Linked DNA regions of Macaca fascicularis: region 2 is linked to region 1. A link is a contact called in public Hi-C data. All regions are on one chromosome and are shown on one strand. Each heading gives the region's core, a stretch centred on a gene start, on an enhancer-like site or on the middle of the called end of the contact. The rest is flanking DNA. Distances are from core to core; before and after follow the strand shown. Region 1 holds the start of ALG14 (ALG14 UDP-N-acetylglucosaminyltransferase subunit). Region 2 overlaps ALG14 (ALG14 UDP-N-acetylglucosaminyltransferase subunit).

Region 1 (6,536 bases), core at 2,771-5,270:
CTGCAGCTTCTGTGAAAACATATTACATGATATTGGATTCTCCCATCTTACAACTTTATCTGTGAGATTATTTCCAGAAGCACAACTGCCACATAAAATGAACATTGACTATGGCCACATAATCTGTGTCACTCAATTTCCCCATCAGGAAAATGGCGATACAACACCAATCTCATGCCTCTCATAGATCCACACATATATGCACAAACACTCCCCTTTGGGATTGCTCTGAACATAAGTTGGCTCACACTCATGTCTTTTCTCTGGGTGCTCATTATCTCTCTCTCTGGACAAGTATTTCCTTGCTTTCCAAGAACTATTTTCCTGATGCAACAGCCCCATCTCTCTATTAAGGAGCATGATGCAGTGCAAAGGCCCATACACCTGGAGCCTGGTGGTTATTTAACCAGTCTAAGTATCAGTTATCTTCTCTGTGAAATAAGACCAATAGTAACTCTCATCAAGTAAGATGTATTTAAAGTATCACATACATGGCAGGTCACCCCAACAAATCTGGCACCTGGACTGACTACAATGCATAGAAAAAAACAGAATATCCCTAATGGGGTCTATCCACAGCCCTCCCTTGTAGATGAGAGTGTAGGGACTTACTTAATTTGCACCCCTAAGAGACGGTTATGCCTCTTACTATGAGCTTACTATAACCATTGTAAAGAGATCAAAAGGCAGATAAAATCCCCTGAAATTCTCAGCACAAAATTAGTCCAGCTAAATGGAATCCAATTATTCAGCTTCTTCAATCTTACGGCCTTAATAGTTGATCCTTGGGTTAGCAGTCTGAGTCTTGCTGGGTTATCGTGTTACCAGGAATGCAATTCCTCTGCAACATTCTCCTGATTCCAGCAGCAAAAGGGAGAACCCTATTTGGGGGAGGCCAGAAAAGAACTGGTGTTTAGAGTGTTCTGGTATCAGGCGTGTATCCTCCAACCCAAACTGACAGTGATGGTGAGTGGTAGCCAGCAGTCTGCTGCATGTTCACTGTGCTCTGTTAAAGAAGTCCTTACTTTGTAAAAAGATGTTACGAAAACCATGGGGGGGGGAAAAAAAAGCCTTACCTTACCCTTAATTCCAAGTTGTGAACATCAAACATCCCCGTTTCAATCACTGAATTGTTCAACCTCTCAGCAACAAAATGTCCTAAGTTGTTACACTGAATTCTTTTATAATTCAATTACTTACTGATGCCAGAACACTGAATTAAATTAATTAGGAGGCATGGCTTGAAAGTCATGCTTAATTTAACAGCAGATAAAGGGTCCACAGTGTTCTCAAGATTAAGAAACTGTTTTCTTTCTATGCTTACATTTTTGGGTTTTCTCTGACCCTTCAGCAGTGTTTTATGCTCAGCTGTGTACTAATGACCCAGATCATTACCAGTTCTTTAAGGTGTGATGGGAAATTGCAGGTTCATTTTTCCAGGATAATCCCAACTGAGCCATAATAAAGGAATTTAGGAAAACTGATGATCTCTTCAAATAGCTGCCTCAGGCAGAAGTAATTATCACTAAAGAGAACAGTGGAGACAGAGAGGGAGATGGTGAAGAATTATCCAATCAGAAGAGGGATGACAAGAAAACACTAAAAGTGAGTAAATCTCTTCATATGGATTTTAAACAATTGTTTCAAAAGACGCAAGTCAGGCTGGGCACTAAAAAGAAAGCAACTCCATTACACTAATAGGTGCATAGTGCCTGGAACATAACAGTGCCCCATGAGTGGATGTAAGTGGATGAATGCAAGAAGGAATAAATGGAAGTCAACTCCCTGTCCTTCAGTGAATAACACATCCAATACATACCATGAAGGATCTTAATCTTAGATGGTTTTCTCACAACATCCAGCCCAATTTTAGACTACTTTTTTTTTTTTTTTTTTTTTTTCCCTGAGACAGAGTTTCACTCTTGTTACCCAGGCTGCAGTGCAATGGTGAGATCTTGGCTCCCTGCAACCTCCGCCTCCCGGGTTCAATTGATTCTCCTGCCTCAGCCTCCTGAGTAGCGGAGATTACAGGCACATGCCACCATGCCCAGCTAATTTTTGTACTTTTAGTAGAGACGGGGTTTCGCCATGTTGGACAGGCTAGTCTCGAACTCCTGACCTCAGGTGATCCGCCAGCCTCGGCCTCCCAGAGTGCTGGGATTGCAGGCATGAGCCACCGCGCCCGGCCTAGACTACCTTCTTAAAGGTAACCTTCTTAAAGGTTAAGCAATTTATGGTCAGAAAGTCAATTTTAATAGTAGCTACAATATAACATTAGAACGATAACTCTCATGCCCCAAACATGTACATAATGTATCTGAAAGCTAAGTGAAAACTGAGTCACTGCACTTTCTCATAAATGGCTTTTTTTTTTTTTTTTTTTTTTTTTTTTTACTCAATAGAAGCCACATACAGGGACAGTAAGTTTCACCTATCATCAAAAAATAGTGAAAAGAACCTCTCTACACTGTAAGCTCCTAGAGGCCATGGGTAGCGGTGTCTTTGAAACCCTGACAAAGTCTGCAGGCAGCAGGGATTCAATAAATGTGGGCTAACTAACTAATAAAGCTCTCAAGAGCTTGTTTAAAAAAAAAAGTATCGGAAGACCAGGCGCGGGTGGCTCACGCCTGTAATCCCAGTACTCTGGGAGGCCGAGGCGGGTGGATCACGAGGTCAGGAGATCCAGACCATCCTGGTTAACACGGTGAAACCCCGTCTCTACTAAAAATAAAAAAATTAGCCAGGCGAGGTGGCGGGCGCCTGTAGTCCCAGCTACTCTGTAGTCCCAGCTACTCCGGAGGCTGAGGCAGGGAGAATGGCGTGAACCCGGGAGGCGGAGCTTGCAGTGAGCCGAGATCGCGTCACTGCACCCCAGCCTGGGGGACAGAGCGAGACTCCACCTAAAAAAAAAAGTATATATATATAAAAATTATTTTTAAAAGTATCTTATATATATAAATTAGCCAGGCATGGTGGCACACGCCTGTGATCCCAGCTACTCGGGAGGCGGAGGCTGTAGTGAGACGAGATGGATCCACTGCACTCTAGCCAGGGCAACAGAGCGAGACTCCACCTAAAAAAAAAAAGTATCAGAAAAGCAAACAACTTGGAAATAGAATGCAGATAAAGTTGAGGTTGAGCACTGGATAAATTAAAAAGTTCAGTCAACAAACATTTACCAACTACCTACCATGTGCCTGGCCAGCACCATTCTAGGTGCCTGGAGTTATTACCAAACAGACCCTGCCCTCCTGCAACTTAAGATGTACAAATACCCGTGTAAAGTTAAAACCGGGGAGTGCTCTCGTGGGCCTAGGGCATAGTGCTTAGGAATGACACAGAACAACGAGGGGGCCTCAGCACAGGCTTCTTTACAGGGTGAGATCTGAATGGTGGGAGGCTGGGGAAGGGCCTGGGGACGCGGACCGCAGGGGCCCGCGGCTCCGGGAGCAGGACCGGCGGCAGAGGCCCCAGTGGGCCGCACCGCTCTCTTAGTGTCTCTGGGGTCGCCTCAAACTCCCGCCCGCTGCGACACCACTCCGGCCTCCAGGACGTGTCACTCCATCATTCAACTAACCCGGTCCCCATACGTGGGCCCAGGCGGGGTGCCCAGGCTCAGTGGTGGGGAGGAGCCGCAGAGAGAACGCGGGTGGCCCCTGAGGGCGCCCTGTCCCTCCCGCGCGGGGGTAGTCACCTGAGCGGCTCAGCACCTCCCACTCGTGGGGCCCGCAGAAAATCGCGGCCAGGGCCGAGAGTTCCTCACGCACGAGCTCCGCCATGGCTATGGGCCTCGCCCCCTCAGCGCTTCCCCTTCCGCTGTCGCCGCCGCCGCCGCCGCCGCCGACGCCGCCGCCTCCATTGGCCAGGAGCAGCACTGCCTGCGGCCACCCGGGGGCACCCCGCACCTCCGCAGCCGGGCAGCACGGGGGCGGAGCGAGATGGGGCGGGGGCGGAGCGAAACGAACGTGGGCGGGGCGAGACGGGGTGAGGGCAGGGGGAGACTGGGCGGGCTGGACCCTTAGAAGTTCCGCCCGGAAGCTCTTGCTCATTAACTACAGACGCGAAGCTCAGACCCTCGGTTTGGAGATTTTCTTGGAGGTCGAGGCCCGGCGCCTCTGTCTGCACCCGAGGCGACCGCCCAGCTTACCCCCGGCTCTTCTGAGCACAGGGAAGCCTCCCAGCAAAGCCTGAAACCCTCTAAGTTTAGCTGCAGGCTTCGAACCCCGACCGTCCCCGCCCAGCCTTGGGCTGCTGAGGTGGGGATGAACTGGGCGAAGGACACTTGGGAGTTAGGAAGAAACAAACAAGCAGGGAAGTGACCGAGAGACGAGGTGAGACCTTGCCCTGCTCAGGTTTGAACTGAGTGTTGGAGATAACCACAGTTAACAAAATAAAATTCTTCGCCCCCGTGGAGCTGTTAGCAACCCTGGTGTCTGGGAAGCCCGGAAGAGGCCCGGGTTAGTAACAACCTCCAGGATGCCCTCCGAACTGGTACTGGCGCCGGGACTCTAGACAAGGTCCGGATTCCCGAGCCCTTCCCCTTACGGGTGCAAAAAGGGAGGGTCAGGACCTGCCAGTCCTGGCTTCGGGATGTTGACTTGACGGACCAGGACTCATGGAAAGTGTGCGCCAAAGTCCTGGGAGCAAAGTGTGCTAAGGCTCCTCGTTTGTCTCCTGCCTTCACAGGGGACAGCCCTGCTGCAGGTGGCCAGTGGGAATCCTTGGCTGTTGGGGTATGACCCAAGGGTGTAAACACTAGCTTTGCAGTGTTTTCGATTTCGTGATATTCGATGCATACAATACAATGTGACTCTTGAAGCTTAATGAAATTATCATTCTTGAGTCCAGCACCTAAATTTTAAAATGTGAGCAATATCAATAGGGTAACAGAATAAGCAATCTATTCTGTTTTGATTATAGTGAACAAGATTACAATACTTATCTGCAGTAGGTCTGTCTCTCGGATGTTTGCCTGGTCTTTGCTTTTCCAGTAACAATTTAAAATTTGGCAGCCCCCAAAAGCAGCTGGTCTTGCTCATGGAGTTCTCACAACTTTTGTTTGTATGAGAAATCACATTTCATGAGATAAATATGGGAATTTAGGTCGTTATGCAGTGACTCCTGTCACTGACCTACAGAAGTCAGAACAAAGTTAGCTGATTTTAAGACCCTGCATCCACTCACCATGACCATTCCCGCTATTGGTAAAAAAGGAATCTGATAAAGGAAAAGATACTGGCTTCCCGGAACAGAAAGGAAACCGAACAAGATGGACTGCAGGGAAAATGCTTTTCAGAAGATGCCATGGGATTTCAGTGACCCCGAGTAATTAGGAGCACATAATTGGGAAGATGAAGGCTTATTTAAACTCAGTTATCTCTGATATGGCCAACTGGCTTAAAGAAAAAAAAAAAAAAAAAAAAAAAAACTCCTTTATTTCCAAAATAACAGACGTTCCAGCAGTTCAGTAGGTTCAAATTAACTGCTAAAGAGATTGAACAAAAGAATACATTTTTAATTTAAAATATCACTGTTATTTTAATTCAAAATCCAGTGTTACGATTAAAAGTCAAACAATTTGGGTTTTGACTTATTTATTGAAAATAATCTATAAAATAGGCCGGGTGCAGTGGCTCACGCCTGTAATACCAGCACTTTGGGAGGCCGAGGAGGGTGAATCACATAAGGTCAGGAGTTCGGGACCAGCCTGACCAACATGGTGAAATGCCGTCTCTCCTAAAAATACAAAACTTAGCTGGATGTGGTGGCAGGCACCTATAATCCCAGCTACTCAGGAAGCTGAGGCAGGAGAATCGTTTGAACCCGGGAGGCGGAGGTTGCAGTGAGCCGAGATTACACCTTTGCACCACTCCAGCCTAGGCGACCAAGTGAGACCCTGTCTCAAAAGCAAAAAACAAAACAAAACAAAACAAAAATCTATAAAATATTCAAATAGTTTTTACTTATTTTTAATTTTCCAAATTTACTATATGTGAGATGAGTGAAATAACACGAAGAGCAAAATTACAGCTGTAGGAAGGATTAGGAGGCAATTGCTGAAGCCCGCTGTCAGCAAGAGGTCCGTGAAAATTGATTAAAGAGTACATCAATCTATTATTAAAATTTTCTTGTCAATAGGTTTCTTCTTTGCTCTTCCTTTCTCAGTTGATTTCTTAACCTGCTTTTCATACCTCATTTAGCGTGTTTAAATAAAAAAGAAGTCAATGTGAATGTCTTTTAAATTGACACTATCCTAAGGCACTGAAGTCCCATGAATTAGTTTCTGCACTCTGACATTTGGAAATAATCATCTCAGAGACTGCATAATGTCAGCTTGATATTTCTCGCACTGTGAAAATATCAGCTACATGTCAAATCTCTAAAGTCTACCTTAATGTAATAAGTTTCCTCGTATTCACAGGCTACTGAAAATTCAAAATATTTAAATGTAGGATGAATGTCTACAGTTAGAGCATTGTCTATCTCCATCTCTATCTCTCCCTTCTCATCCTTGTACACACAAAGGTGTATGATTT
Region 2 (6,536 bases), core at 1,046-3,545, 140 kb after region 1:
TACGTAGACTCTGCCCTGGAGGAGATGAGGAAACAATGAAGGATTTTAAGCAACAGAATAAGGAGAACAAAAGTTTAGAAATGGGGCAGGGCAACCAGTTATGAGGCAGCCAGGACTAGTGTTATTGAGATCAAGAGTATTGAAGTCAGACAAACCACCAGTTATTATGACCTTAGGAAAAAGAACCTCTTTGAGCCAGAATCTTCTCATCTGTAAAATTAATATAATAATAGGGCTATTATGAGGCCTAAATGAGAGTACACAGACCATTGTGCTATCTAGATCTGATCCTGTATATCAGATCTAGTCAGCATTCAATAAATGATGGTGGTAACATTGTTTATTGTTATTGATGTTGTTATGATACAAATCTATTGAGAGCTAGTTTCCATCTATTTGAAGGAAGAACATATTAGATACACTTACTGATACTCTTTTGCTTGGGTAGTTTAGAAATAAAACTAATGCTGCTTGATTTTTTCAGGTGCAGTAAATTGATCTATATCAAAACAGCAAAGCCCCAGGAGCACAAAAAGAACTAGATTTCAGGAATGGCATGAAGAGTTCTGTTTATCAAACATTTCTTGTGTCCCTACAGTGTGTCTAATACTCTATGAAGTGGAATATATATAAAAGTTACCACACCATCTCCTTTCAAAAGGGGGCAAGAGTCTACAATAAAATTCCTTTGTTTGATTTCCTCTGTTCCTGATTCCTGGCCTCCTCTCTCATTTACAACCTCACACACACCTCTTAGGTATTTACACTACTCCTGTGGAAGTGATCTGGGTTTCCCTACTTCATTACTCCCATCTTGGACTACCTCCTTTCCTGGCTCCTCCAGCTGGATGAGTTGGATTACACATTTTTTGATCCAAACCAATGTCTCATTGTGGCCAAGAAACCTTGCTACTAGAGTGAAATTAAACCATTTCTCTCATAGCTGGCAGTAGAATTCTTCTCAGAGGAAAACATCTTGCGTCATTATACATATATGGTGTGCCTTGAAAACTTGGGTTAGTAAGAGATAGGATAAGAAGAGGGACTCTTCTATATCAGAAATTAATTTGGAATCAGTAGTGTGGCTACAGTTTACAATAATCTATTGTATATTCTAAAATAGCTATAAGAGAATAATTTGAATTTTTGGCATAAAGGCAAATATTTAAGGTGATGGACATCCTAATTACATTGACTTGATCTTTACAAAGTGTATAAAGGTATCAAACTATCACATGTACCCTGAAAATATGTATATCTATTATGTATCAAGGGAAAAAAAACATTTTTAAGGAGAAGAAAAAGAAATTAACTTGGGGATGTAGAAGGAGTTGGGGACAAGACAGAAGAGATGAGAAAGAGTGAAAAGAAAGGGATGGCAGAGTATCTTCATGGTATGCCTAAAATGCTTTTTTGAAATGTGTACTATTCTAAGTTACTTGTATTTCTTTAACTCCCCTTATTTCTTCCAAATTTCCAGTAGGCTTTCCACTACCCTTAAATTCCCATACCTCTGCAAGACACACACATGGCGTGAGGGGAGGTGGTGGTGAGGTAAATGAAGAAATCACAGGATGGGGCCGAGTTGCAATGCTAGATCAAAAAGGAGCAGAAAGGAGATAGCACACCTAGAGTCCAGCAAAATAGTCCATAAACTGAACCCATTAGCAGGGGCCAGAGGTAGTACTGAAATCAAATGTCTGGAAAAGTGGCAGGATACTTCATGAAATACTGTATAATATAACAGTTGTGTAATAGGGGCTTGAGTCAATGTTATCTAGTTTAAAAACAAAACAGATGATCCCAACTGATATGTGGGTCATGTTTTCCTCAGAAACATTGACTATTTGGCACAATCTATAGGTTTGCCTTTCCAAAATTCTTACTGTCCCTTCCCCAAAGCTATCCACCCTTGTCTTACCCCAGGTTACTGCAACAGTCTCCTTGGGATCAGCAAATAACTTCTTAAAGAATAGGTCAGGCTTTGTGGGCCAGATGGTCACAGTTACTCAACTCTACACTTAAAGCCAGGAAACAGCAATAGCCAATACATGAATGATTCAATACAAGGGTTATGTTCCAAACCTTTATTTACAAAAACAGGCAGTGGACCTTCTGTCCTGCTCTTTCTGTTCTCCAGTTGTTGTCAAGGTACTCTTTCTAAATGTCACTCCTCTACTGAAAACTTGACTGGCTAATTGGTAGGGAAGAACCTCGGATTGCTTTAACTGTTATCTACAATCCAAAGCCTGCTGCTAGTGTACCTTCTGCTTTGCTGCTGTAGCTTGCAGAGAGATTGAGGAACCACAACTCCGATACTTTCTGATGCAATGACTAAAGTTTTGAATGGTTTCACGTCTGCCTTCCTCTCTAAACTTAAGTTGTTTATCTTCCCTTTGGCTCCTGATTGCTTACGTCAAATCTTGTTTGCAGTCTTGTATATGGTGTACTTTATGTTTGGTAATTTTTCTCTTAAAGCAATTTTGGTTTGCCTTTTTGACCAATACTCACTTTTCAAATATCATGTAGTGTGAATATTCCATGTGGCAAGCCTACATGACTTAATAATTTAGTCCTCACTTAATCATCACAATAATACTATGAGGGATTTCCTTTTATTATTCCCATTTTACAGTATACATAATTAAGACCTAAAGAGGTGCTGCCCACAGTGACTCACACCTGTAATCCCAGCACTTTGGGAGGCCAAGGCAGTCGGATCACGAGGTCAGGAGATTGAGACCATCCTGGTAACATGGTAAAAACCCTGTCCCCACTAAAAATACAAAAAATTAGCTGGGCATGGTGGCGGGCACCTGTAATCCCAGCTACTTGGGAGGCTGAGGCAGGAGAATTGCTTGAACTCGGGAGGTATAAGTTGCCGTGAGCCAAGATCATGCAACTGCACTGATGGACAATGGAGCAACACTCTGTCTCAAAAAAAAAAAAGAAAGAAAAAAAAGAAAGAGGTTAAGTAATGTGCCAAGAAACAGAATAAGTGGCAGAGCTGATATATGAAGGTAGAAAGTCTGACTCCAGAGCACAAGTTTGTCATTTACACTAATTTGTAGTTTCTGTAGGACCATGTCTGTTTTTGACCTCCTTGAAAACTTCCTGTGTGATCCCAGCAGTCTTCTGTAGTACTCCTGCAAGTTTCATTCTGAATCTTATGTACAGCATGATTGGATCCAAGGCAATCATGACATTTATTAAGCATAGTCACCGTGCTAAGTGCTGTTCATTTGTTACGTGATTTAACCTTCACAGACCCTAATAAGAAAGATAAGGTTATCTTCATTTTACAGATGAAGAAATACAGGCACAAATAATGCATTCAAGGTCACATTAGAAGGGGAGCTAGAATTTAAACTCGTGTAGTCTGACTCCACAACTCATACTCATGGATGCACAAGTAAGTAGAAAGCCTGAAGAATTCCTCAGGCCTCATAGGATGGGTGAAGTTAAATGATTCAGGCTTTAATTATCCAGGATAGGAGATAAGGGACTAAGTAAGTTTTAGTTATTTATCGCTGCCTAACAAATGATCACAAAACTTAGTGGTTTAAAACAACAATCATTTATCAGTTAACAATTCTGTGGGGGGTCAGTATTTGGGCTGGATTTAGCTGGGAAGTTCTTCTGCTGGTTTCACCTGAGCTCACTCATGTAGTCACAGTCACCTGGAAGGTTGGTGGGGTCTTGATGGTCCAAATAACCTCTCTGGTGATCAAGACCAGTTCACAGATGTCTAACCTGTGCAGTGGCATAGAGCACTCACTTGGCAGGGTTTATTATTCTGTTGCTGCCATTTAAAAATTATTAATAATTATGGTACAAGAGATCTCACTGGGCCTCGCAAGTTGGTGCTGGAAGTCAGTTGGGCATCCTTCTCCATGTAGACTCTTATCCTCAAAGAAGCTAGCCAGCCAGGCATGGTGTAATCCCAACACCTTGGGAGACCAAGGTAGGAGGATCACTTGAGCCCAGAAGTTAGTCACCAGCCTGGGAAACAGTGAGATTCTATCTCTACCAAAAAAAAAAAAAAAAAATGTAATTAGCCAGGTGTGATGGCATGCACTCATAGTCCCAACTACTTGGGAAGCTGAGGTGGGAGGATTGCTTGAGCCACAGAGGTTGAGGCTGCAGTGAGCCATGATGGCACCAATGCACTCCAACCTGGGTGACAGAGTGAGACCTTATATCAGAAAAAAGGGGTGTGCTTAGCCCAAGTTTCTTCACATGATGACAGGAACTTTCCAAGAGACTGAGAGCAAGGCTTCTTAAGGTCCAGGCTCAAAATTCCCATATCATTATTTTTATGCATTTTTTGGTCAAAACAAGTCATAGGCCAACATGGACACAATGAAGTAGAGATCTGGAGTCCATCTCTTAATGAGAAAAACAGAAAAGTCACATTGCACAGGGGCATATATAAAGAGATGGGACAAGATTATGACTATTTATTGCAATCTACCACAGAAGACACACGTGGTTAAGGTAAAAGGAAATAATTTCAGTTTGGGACGTGTTGTAGTTGAGGTCTCTCCTGTGGTAAATTCATGCAAAGGTATCCAGTATTTGGATAACATATATGGGTCTAGAACATAGAAGAGAATCCTGGTTGGACATACGAATTTCAGAATTGTCAATATGCAGGTAACAGGTTTCTGAATAAACAGATCGGTACTCCCAATAACACTGCATTACATTAAGGTGAAGGCTAACAAAGAGATAGAGTCAATCCCTTGGGACACCCAAATATCTGAGTGGACTCTTATTTACATACAGCTCAATCTCCCTCTCTGCCTGTGGTCCTATCCACTTTCTGCAGCCAGCTCAAGGTCAGTACTTCTGGGGGAAGTACAGCCTGCTCTGATACATCCAGATATGGCTACTTACAGTCTGATGACCTATAACATAAAAGAAAGATACTCAATCCCCACTTTCAACCCAATATGCAAGGTTAGAACAGAAACAGAATTAACCACAATAAAAACTTCCATTTGAAAAATAAAAGAATGGCAACCTGAAACAATCAGTAGTCCTTAATTGCCTGTTGGTTTGTTTGTTTGTTTGTTTTCTTTCCAAGGAGAAATCTCTCCACTGGCCATGACATAAATTCCTTGATTAACCTCATCTGGGCCCCTGGGTTTACCCCTCTGGGAGGTTCTTCCTTGTGCGTTATTCTTCAGGTTAAAAATTGAAGTGGATGTTGGAGAATATGTTTTCCTAGAGACTGCCTTAGGATATGAACAATGACTGGCATTTCCAAGTCAGATTTGTGGTTTCTTTAGCAATAGAATTTCTTCAAAAACTTAGTACAAGGCTGGGTGTGGTGCCTCACGCCTGTAATCCCAGCACTTTGGGAGGCCGAGGTGGGCAGATCACCTGAGGTCAGGAGTTCAAGATCAGCCTGTCCAACATGGGGAAACCCTGTCTCTACTAAAAATACAAAAAGTAGCTGGGCATGGTGGCACTCACCTGGAATCCCAGCTACTCGGGAGTCTGAGGCACAAGACTCACTTGAACCCAGGAGATAGAAATTGCAGTGAGCCAAGGTAGCACCACTGCACTCTAACCTGGGCGACAGAGCAAGACTCCATCTCAAAAACAAACAAACAAAAATGCAGTACAGTAGTCCCCACTTATTGGCCTAGGATATGTCTGTCCCAAGACACTCAGTGGATGCCTGAAACCACAATGGTACTGAACCCCATTGCCATCAATCAGAACATGTTTAGATGTTCATGTCTGTTACCCACAAATTTAATGCCTTTTTCATTATAACAAGACACTAATCACACACTGTGGCTGTAACTTTTGCAAGTTGAGATGCCACAACAAAACTAACATGAATTTTTTTCCTTCTTCACAATTTCATGGACAGAAGATGCATTCTTACTGTAGATCTTTCTTAATAGTCTCAGCATACAATTTTTTTCTTTCTTTATTAAATTGAGAACTTTTGCCTTTTTATTAAAAGGAAGCACTTTATGGCTTCTCTGTGATATCTGAATAGCCAGCATCACTAATCTTGTGCTTTGGGGCTATTATTAAGTAAAATAATGAACACAAGCACTGCCATACCAAAACAGTGGATCATAACTGGGAGAGCTACTAAATGACAAATAGGTGGGTAGCATATACAGCATGGACATGCTGTACGAAGGCAGGATTCACCTTCCAGGAGGGATGGCTGTGATAGCATAATATTTCATCATGCTACTTACAAGGGTGTACAATTAAAAACTTATGAATTGTCTATTTCTGTAACTTTTCATTTAATATTTTTGGAAATCATGAAAAATGAAACCATGGGGGACTTGTAGGCTTCTCTGCCATTTGTCACCCATCCATTACATGTGCCAGTGATAGGGACAGGAGGCAGGGAAATTCTGGGCAGAAGAGGGCAGGTCCCTGGTGAGGTTCCTACCCCCAAGCCTGGAACCATGGCCCAAAGAGGGAATGTGCACTCCTGTTTTCCAACTCAAATGCTGCCTTTTCAAAAACTACCCATGGCCTGCCCCACCCCCATC

What was found. A called contact is a pair of places that touch in the nucleus more often than the background predicts.
Region 2: a contact with region 1 is called in a Hi-C map of liver, with 2.3 times the contacts expected there. The contact joins the enhancer-like site here to the promoter of ALG14 in region 1. A contact is called at or near these places in 2 of 2 Hi-C or Micro-C datasets (liver and skeletal muscle).

What each region holds. Positions count from the first base shown.
Region 1 is chr1:139,165,513-139,172,048 of T2T-MFA8v1.1, forward strand. ALG14 (ALG14 UDP-N-acetylglucosaminyltransferase subunit) reads left to right here and starts at 4,021. Exons shown (of 6, transcript XM_074001144.1): 1 at 4,021-4,331. It overlaps RWDD3 (RWD domain containing 3), which reads right to left and starts at 3,876. Exons shown (of 4, transcript XR_012417487.1): 1 at 3,695-3,876.
Region 2 is chr1:139,305,131-139,311,666 of T2T-MFA8v1.1, forward strand. All of the region lies in intron 3 of ALG14 (ALG14 UDP-N-acetylglucosaminyltransferase subunit), which reads left to right. It overlaps LOC123567709 (a long non-coding RNA gene), which reads left to right. Exons shown (of 2, transcript XR_010576969.2): 2 at 485-703. Among named protein-coding and RNA genes, the nearest start is that of TLCD4, 18 kb to the left of the region's middle. Within about 2 kb of position 2,296, at least 1 of the 6 cell types and tissues checked has an H3K27ac peak or open chromatin away from gene starts, as enhancers often do. A contact at or near this core is called in liver, where this site is marked.